2 separate regions of the Sus scrofa genome follow, and region 1 is linked to region 2. Evidence: chromatin contacts called from public promoter capture Hi-C data. All regions are on one chromosome and are shown on one strand. The core of a region is the stretch at or near the end of the contact, and the rest is flanking DNA. Distances in the headings are between cores, read along the strand shown.

Evidence for each region. Promoter capture Hi-C pulls out the DNA fragments that hold promoters and counts their contacts.
Region 1: a promoter capture Hi-C map of skeletal muscle shows a contact between it and region 2, with 8 times the contacts expected there. The contact joins the enhancer-like site here to the promoter of FAM72A in region 2. A contact is called at or near these places in 4 of 5 promoter capture datasets (fetal liver, fetal skeletal muscle, liver and 1 more), 9 of 47 Hi-C or Micro-C datasets (brain, epiblast stem cells, fetal skeletal muscle and 3 more) and 2 of 2 datasets of contacts at active chromatin or transcription factors (alveolar macrophages and skeletal muscle).

What each region holds. Positions count from the first base shown.
Region 1 is chr9:67,046,298-67,050,204 of Sscrofa11.1, forward strand. All of the region lies in intron 8 of SRGAP2 (SLIT-ROBO Rho GTPase-activating protein 2), which reads left to right. Among named protein-coding and RNA genes, the nearest start is that of IKBKE, 75 kb to the right of the region's middle. Within about 2 kb of position 2,559, at least 43 of the 83 cell types and tissues checked have an H3K27ac peak or open chromatin away from gene starts, as enhancers often do. A contact at or near this core is called in brain, fetal skeletal muscle, liver and 1 more, where this site is marked.
Region 2 is chr9:66,837,946-66,842,274 of Sscrofa11.1, forward strand. It overlaps FAM72A (protein FAM72A), which reads right to left and starts at 1,835. Exons shown (of 5, transcript XM_021063305.1): 1 at 1,128-1,835. SRGAP2 (SLIT-ROBO Rho GTPase-activating protein 2) reads left to right here and starts at 122. Exons shown (of 23, transcript XR_002335789.1): 1 at 122-278; 2 at 2,045-2,653.

The DNA of each region.
Region 1 (3,907 bases), core at 1,309-3,808, 210 kb after region 2:
TGTCATCCCTAAGAAGTCCTGATACTGTCTGCCCAGACAGGGGTGCATGAATGTGGGGGCCCCATTTCTGACTTTTCACCTCCATTGACTAAAACAAGAAGGGCCTAACTAAACTAAAGTGAGAGGAAGGAGAAGCTCTTTGGTTTTCATTACTCTGAATCCTGTGGTTCTCCTTCTGGTGGTTGTATGTACAAATCAAAGCGAATCGTGTCCCTGGGCTAGGAGCCACTGTTTGACCTGTGGGTTAAATCAGTAGGAGGGTATATAGGTTTATGTGATGGAAGAGCTCAGGGTGGATCTTCAGACCTGGTTGGATTTAGGAGTGGGAATTTTGTCAAAACTCAGTTTTTCTCTCTCTGCTCTATATCCTGTGTTGGCTCCATTCTCAAATAGACTTTCATGCCATGGGGGCAAGATGACTGTATTTCCAGCCTTCACTCCCTGTCGACTGAAATCCCGCAGAAGGGATATTTGCCTCCCTCCTCAGAGCCCCCACAAAAGTCTCATTGTGTCTCCTTGGTTCTGATTGGTTGATATGCTTATCCCTGAGCCAATCACCATGGCTGATATCTGCTGGCAGCTGATTGGCTTATGCCAAAGTCACGCACTGCATTCCTGAGTTGGGGAGTCCCCCATCCAAAGCACATGGCCTGAGTTGTGAGCAGAAGGTTCCCCCCAGAGGACAGTCAGTCTTTTTTCCAGAAGAAGGAGGAATGAATGCTGGGTGACCAAAAAACGACAATGTCCTCTCAACAAGGGAATTGTGCTTCCATTAAGATTAGCATCCAGGAGTTCCTCTTGTGGCTGAGTGGGTCAAGAACCCAACATAGTGTCCATGAGGATGAGGGTTCAATCTCGGGCTTCACTCGGTGGGTTAAGTGTCTAGCATTGCCACAGGTTGTGGCGTAGCTTGCAGATGTGGCTCAGATCCAGTGTTGCTGTAGCTGTGGTGTAAACTGGGAGCTTCAGCTCCCATTCTGCCCCTAACCTGGGAACTTCCATGTGCCCCAGGTGCAGCGGTACAAGAAAAAAAAAAAAGATAGCATCCAGGAGTTCCTGTCGTGGCTCAGTGGTTAACAAATCCGACTAGGAACCATGAGGCTGTAGGTTCGATCCCTGGCCTTGCTCAGTGGGTTAAGGATCTGGCATTGCCAGGAGCTGTGACGTAGGTCGCAGACACAGCTTGGATCCTGCATGGCTGTGACTGTGGTGTAGGCCAGCAGCAACAGCTCCAATTAGACCCCTAGCCTGGGAACCACCATATGCCACAGATGTGGCCCTAGAAAAGGCAAAAAGACAAAAAAAAAAAAAAAAAAAAAAAAAAAGTTAGCATCCTGACCCTTTTTAGACATCCTGCTCCAGAATGACAACTGTTGCAATGTAACCAGTGGATTTGTTGTCATCAATAGGCCACAGTGGAGAGTGGGACATTTCTATCCTAAAGACAAAAATGTGGAGATGATTTCTTTCCTCGCCTTCTTGGGGAAAACCAAACCCTTTGCAGTTTGTTTGCATCGCTTAGGAAATGTCAGTGTCTGAACAGATGGGGACGGGAGATGGCAGCATGTGCAGTTAGAATGGGGGGAGGGGTGTCACCCAGCCCCAGGAAGCCCGGGTCCTCACCTGCCCTGGCTTCTGGGCAAACCTGCCTTCCAAGCCTCTTCTCCAGCTGCCACAGAGATTCCTTCCCAAGAAGCCGTGGAACTTGGGAACCAGCTGAGTGGGGTGATACATTTTCTGGTGTTGACTGAGCTGCCTTCTGAGCCAAACAGCTTGTCTCCATAAAGGGGGATTCCAAACACTGGGTGCTCAGGCCCCCGTCCCAGCTCTGTCAGAGCCTCATTTCCATACTCTGGAGCACAGCTGGAATATATTACCTTGCACCCTGGTAGAGAACCACTGCCAAAGCATGCATCAGCAGCCCTGCTGACTCTTAAAGAAACAAGCGTGGAGGTGGGTTTCCCTCCACTCCTCCCTGCTAGGTGAACATCACTTTAAGAAATCAGTCGTTCACTCTTCTGCCTAGGTCCTCACTTTGTGTGATGTAGCTCATCGGTGGTGGCTGAGCCAGGCAGGGGCCAGGACCAGTCCTAGATCTTGCAAAGCTTTTGCATTCCAGCCTCGCCTTCACGTGGAGTGGAAAATAAAAAAAGAGATGCGAGGCTGAGGCTTTCTTGGTCCCTGCAGCGGTCTATCCCCATCAGTGAGGGTTGTCTGTAAACTGTGGCGGCAACACGGGGGAGCTGCCTGGAAGTCCTTGAACTAGGGCCAAAGTTCGGGTGGCATTTTGACCGGAAGCCCTGAAATTGGCCAAAGCCCCACGCTGTTTGGTGTTCTGGGGCACTCAGCACATGAACTGATGCCAAGCACTCTCCGATGCACTGGGAGGAGGCGCTTGGCTCTACCCCTGATGCCCCCCGAGGCTTGTGGGGCTCGGGATGCCTGACCGGTGACATCAGGCAGCCAGAGAGTTTCACTCTTGGCACTAACCCATCCTGGCCACCGAGCTTTCTCCATTGTGTCTGCTTATCCAAGAGCCAGAATGAAGTCAGCTCTCTTTAGATCTGAGAGCTGGCTCAGGCCGGCCTCTCAGCTGGGGGAGGAGGTCAAGTCAGTTGAGCGCTTAAAAGCCAATGGAGGAAAAGGTCAAGTCCCAGCCTCTCCTCCATCTGAAGAGAGGTTTTGTCTTTTCAAGCAGGAGAATGGTCCGTGGGCATGTGAATGTGCCCACTCGTCGCTGGGGAAGGAGGAGGCCGGTTCTATCCAGATGTCTCTCCACAGACAAGAGGCTAAAGGACACGTGGTGGCAAGGTGACAGGAACGGCCTCCACGTGGTCCTGCCTCCCAATCTGCCAGCCTTCTGTTCCTCATCTGTCATCCTGGGGACTGTAGGTGACCTCATGCCCATGCCATAGCCAGGGCTCCATCAGGAGACGGTAGCCCAGCTGTCCCCTCCCACAGCGGGGGGGAGCTTATTGACAGGGGTGCTTGGGGGAAGGGCAGACTTCTCTCCCACACAGATCTGGTGCAGACCTGGAGCAAAATGAGGGCTTTTTGAAAATGCCAGGTTCCACCAGATTCCATGCCCTCTGGGGGCTCTCTCGCAAAGCCCACGGACTTGTTCCTGGCTTCGTGCTTTCTCTCACTGAGTCAGAGCGCTCATGCATGGCCCAGATTTATAAACACACGGCGGCTGCCAACAGCAGCACGTTAGCCTCCTGACCCACTTCTCTCGTGCTTTCCCTCTGGTGTATGATGGGGAATGAAGGAGGGGCCAGAGAGGTGGCCACTTGGACGTCTGGCAGGAAGTCCTCACTGTGCCAAAACATTGTGCATCTGGAGCCCGGGCTGCCCAAGGCCCTCTTCTGTGCCCTAACTCCGGCTTCCTTGGAGCCACAGGCCCTGTGGAGACCTGCCTCTGCAGACCAGGCTATCCCTGTATAGACCAGGCTGGAGATGGGCCCCGAAGAGAGAGACCCGGCCTTTCCAAATAGGTTCCATTTGGAAGCTCATTCCTTTCTTATGCTGTTTGGTTCTGGAAGAGCTCTACGTACTTTGACTTTGCCTTTTGTCTTAATATAGAACCTATGAGCTTTACAGCTTGAGTACGAGTTTTTTTATTTTTTCTATTTTTTATTATTTTCTCTTTTTAGGGCTGCACCTGTGGCACATGGAGGTTCCCAGGCTCGGGGTCAAATTGGAGCTGTAGCTGCTGGCCTACACCACAGCTCACAGCAACGCCGGATCCTTAACCCGCTGAGCAAGGTCGGAGATCAAACCTGCATCCTCATGGATCCTAGTCGGGTTTGTGAACCCCTGAGCCACGACAGGAACTCCTGAGTAGTTTTTTTGTTTGTTTGTTTGTTTGTTTGTTTGTTTGTTTTGTCTTTTGTCTTTTGTTGTTGTT
Region 2 (4,329 bases), core at 585-3,084:
TAGTCACACCCCCAAGTTTCGCCAGCTCCTCCTCCTCATTCCAGGCCTCTCGGGATCAGCTATTTCTATTGGCTAAGAGCCCCATCGGTCGATAGAAAACGGGTGGTGATTGGCAAGGGGGTGGGCTCTGCTTCCCGGCGGGGTCCTGCGGAGTTGGCGGAGGCTCCTCCGGGGACTAGGGGACCGATCTGCGTAGAAGCGGGTGGCGGGGAAGAGGGGAGGAGAACTCTGTGTGGGAAGCGGAGCCGGGGGCCTGGGACCCGTCGCGTCAGAGCCAGGTAAAGGCTCCTTCCCTCTCCCCTTTTTCTTCCCGGCCGCGGAGCTGGAGCCCTGACTGAACAAACCCGGGCAGGGGCGGGAAGGAGAGGGCGCGGATGCTGCTTTCGGCAACGCTTTAACATTGTCGCTTGGAATATCTCAGACCCCCTCCCCCCATGACCTACTCCCAGTCTCCCAGTGCAGCCCATAATACTACTCAGGACTGCATCTCCGCCTATCACCATACTGCCTAGGACTCTGCGTTGGCTCACATGCAGCCGCGCAGTCCGCACCCAGCCCCCTCCCCAAGTCCTGCACATGGGCAGCCTCGGTCCACCTTTTGGCAACCGTCGGTGGCATCACTTGCAGCCATCAGCTGCCCTCTTACTCTGTCTCCAAGCCCCGGCAGACAGCCCAGTTACAGCCCTGGACCTAGAAGGATGGGTGTTCCGCACTGCTTCCGGGGCTCTTCCCCTGCCCGAGCCCCCAGCCGGACCTGAATGGCTCCTCTTTACGCGCTCCAGTTCCCAGACATATCTGGAACCGCAAAGTTGTTAACATCCTAGCGCTGCGTGTAGCATCGCGGCCCACAATAGTCTCCTAACTTCCCCCCCAGCCCCAGGGTTATCCTCCCTTTGCCCTCTCCCCGCCTATCAAGCGCGTGCAGAAGCTCCAGTTATCCCTGGCTCCCGTGCAGTCTTAGGACCCCACCTCTCACCCCCCTCCTCTCTTCCTGCCGGCCTGAATCACCACGCCGCTTCTGCTCTCCCTTCCTCCCTCAGTGCGGCCCTTTCTTCAGGCGGGGGAAGTGGGAGACTCCCGGCGCGGAAAGGGAACCGGGCGGCCCAGGAGGGAGAGTCGCCGCTTACAGCGCGTCTTGTAGCGAGACTCCCGGCACTACACTCCGCCCTCTTCTCTCCCGCCTCCTGGGCCTGGGTCGAAGCGGAATCTCCTAGGGCACCTCCTGGTGCGAGGAGTCGGGACTGCTGCCCTCACTGGCCTTGCCCTAACCCCCAGCCTGGGATTGGGTGCGGTATCTGAGATCTCTGGGCTTGGGTGACCAATTAGGGGTGGCATTTAGAGTCACTCTTGTCCCTGACTTGGGACAGGCGGCGGCTGCCTTCCGTCCCCCCGTCCCCCACCCCCGCCTTCCCGGTTTTCCCGACTCCGACCCTCGCCTCTAACCAGTTTCCTGCTTCTGCCGACCACATTGTTTTCCTGGATGTGTCCCGTGCCGAGCAGGCTTTTTCCTGCAGATCTACCCCCCCCGCCCCCCCCTGCAACATTTTGCTGCCAAGAGAAGCTAGTAACCAAAAACAAAACAACTGAGAGGAGGGGCGGAGGGGAAGAAAAGTTGTGCCCGGGTGCCTTGTCCCTCCCCGGCTTTGATCCCCTTTGAAGTCCAGGGAGTTGTCCCAGCCCGGGTCGGGGACCGCGTCGGAGGCAGGGCCGGGAGAGTTCCCTCCGGCTGACGCTGCCCAGTTCGGGAGGCCGCCGAGGTGCCGCAGTCCCCGCCCGGAGCCCCGCGTTCCCGCCGCAGTCCCCACCCAAAGCCTGCTAAGGCGGCTGCTCCAAAGTGTTTTTTTTTTTTCAGCCTTAAAACAAAATCCGGAGGGAGCTTCCTTCCTCCCCACCTCTCTGCGCCGGGCTCTGAGGGCCCGGCAGCGTTTGGCCGAGATGAATGGGCCCAGGCCAGCCTGGAAACGGCGTCCCCTACCCCACCCCCGCAGCGATTAGGATCTGCACTGGGGCTGATCGCCCCCTCCCCTTTCCCCTGCATTTACAGGCAAGTGAACCGGAGCAAACGACTTCCGATCCAGTCTACGCTGCTGCGGCTCCCGTTTGGGATTTGATTTGCAGCATCTTCGAGTCTGTGCAACAAAAAACCGCGAAGCACGCCCAGCCCTCCCCCAGCACCCAGAGACGCACCCGCTCCCTCCCGGGGACCCAGCTGGGCGCGTCCACACCCCCGCACCCCCACACCATGTTGTGCGGAAGGACTTCCACTCCCCGCCTGTGTCGTTGATGTCAGACCCCAGGCCAACCTCCGGGCGCTGCAGTTCTCCTGGCTAATGCTGAGGCTGCGGCTTGGGCTCTAGCACAGGAACCGACCAACGCCGCGCCCGGCCCCAGCGCCCACCGACTGCATGTGCCCGCCGTAGTCGCCTGCCCAACCCGCAGCCCGCGCTCCCCGGAGCGCTGGAGACCACCGCGGGGGGCCCCTTCTGCCCGCGGGAGAAGCGATCTTGGAGGTATTGATTTCGGTGGTTGGATTTTCCCCGTGGATCTATCAATTCACAATTCGAATTTGGAAGAAAGAAGGAAAACATGACGTCTCCAGCCAAATTCAAAAAGGATAAGGAGATCATAGCGGAGTACGATACTCAGGTCAAAGGTAAGGGCTTTGAAAAATAACATAATGCATGTGCTCTGTGGACCATTGAGACCTGTATTTCCATGATTTGCAGGATGTTCATTTCTTTGGGTGGAGCAGGTAGGGGGCAGGTGACCCTAGAGGTGGTTTCTTAGGTGAGTCTGAGTCTCTGAGGGATTGTCCATAGCAGGGGCCATAGGATCTGGAAATGAATTTTTGGAGTTGGCTTTAGACTTGTCCTAGGGCTGGCCATTATTTTGGCAGTCCTTTCCTCCAGGCTAAATGGGGTGGGGGAGGGGCAGGAGGTTCTTGGAGAGAGAAAGGCGGCAATTTGCCTCTGGGTGCCTGGGTCTGGTTTCCTTGAAGGACAGCTGAAATCTGACAGGTGTTTGGGAATTTATTTCAGAGGTGGAAGAGGAGTCCAGGCAGGAAAAGGCATACCGTGGAGAAGGTGTACCATTTGGAGAGCCCTGGGGGAGGCAGGGTTTTTTGGGTTTTTTTGGTTTTTTTCCTGATGCACTAGATCAAAACATGACATTTGCTATGGCATCAGACCCAGAAAGTCTGTGGCCACCTTGGGTGGACCTTGTACCTGCCTGGTCTCTGGCTGTCTGCATTCAGTCAGAAGTCAGAGAACCGAAAGAATAAGGTCACTCACACCCCGTCTCCGCCCTCACCTAAACCTGAATGGAACTGGGATGTTGCTGGGTGGTGCTGATTCTGGAGACTGGGAAGACATAATTGTTTAACCCTTCTGTGTTGTCCTCTGCTCCAGAATACATGCTTTTAAAGGCCCACATCCCTCTCTGCAAAAATGTGAAGGGTGAAGCAAAATGTGGACCTAGAGAAAACAGGTGACCAGTCGGGCACGTCTAGTTGCCTGCCCGACTGAATTTGACATAAATCAAAACCTCTTTCTAGATAGCCCTTTTTTTTTTTTTTAAACCAGCAGTTCCCATAGAAGGGGTTCCTGCCTGTTAAAGAGCCCCAGCATATGGTTGTGCAAGGTACTGTCCCTTCCTGGCCAGTGACTGGAAAAGCCATGTGTCGCTAGCCCATTGAGACCTCAGCTGGGGGGGTGGGAGAGGTGGGTGGCCTTGAATGTTACACCACATGGTTGGAGCTCTGGGTTTTCCTTTGTTTCAGAGTACAGAGGGAGGGGCCCCTCCTTCTTTCCCTGCACCAATGCAAGGAGACCTTTTCCTATCATAGAGGACTTGGGAAGGGCCATGTCTTCCCTCTAATGATTGCTGGGAGTGAGGGTGGGGGTAGAGTTTGAAATGGGCAGCTGCCTTATCCCTGGAAGGTTGGAAGGTAGTTTCAGGTCCCCATTGTGCCTGTAGGATCTTTTTAATGTCATCAGCTTGGTCAGTGCTGGAGGTGCCCTGAGGGACCTTCTATCCACTTGGCTGCAAATATTCGTGGGTTTATTACAGAGATGGGGGAGTTGACTGACGGATAGTTTCAGTTGAACTGGGGTTGGGAGAGGTGTGGTTGTGAGTTATAATTGAGGTCTTGGCCTCTTGTCACTGTTCATAATCCTGGCTTGTTTTTATAAACAATAGGCTATTGGCCTCAGTGTCCTGTCCAGATGCACTGCATTTTGCTCCTGGAATCCCCCCTGCAGTTTTAACCAGATATGTCATTCTTCTTTTTATGTATCCTATTCTTAACTGTTGCCATAGGGAGTGTTAATA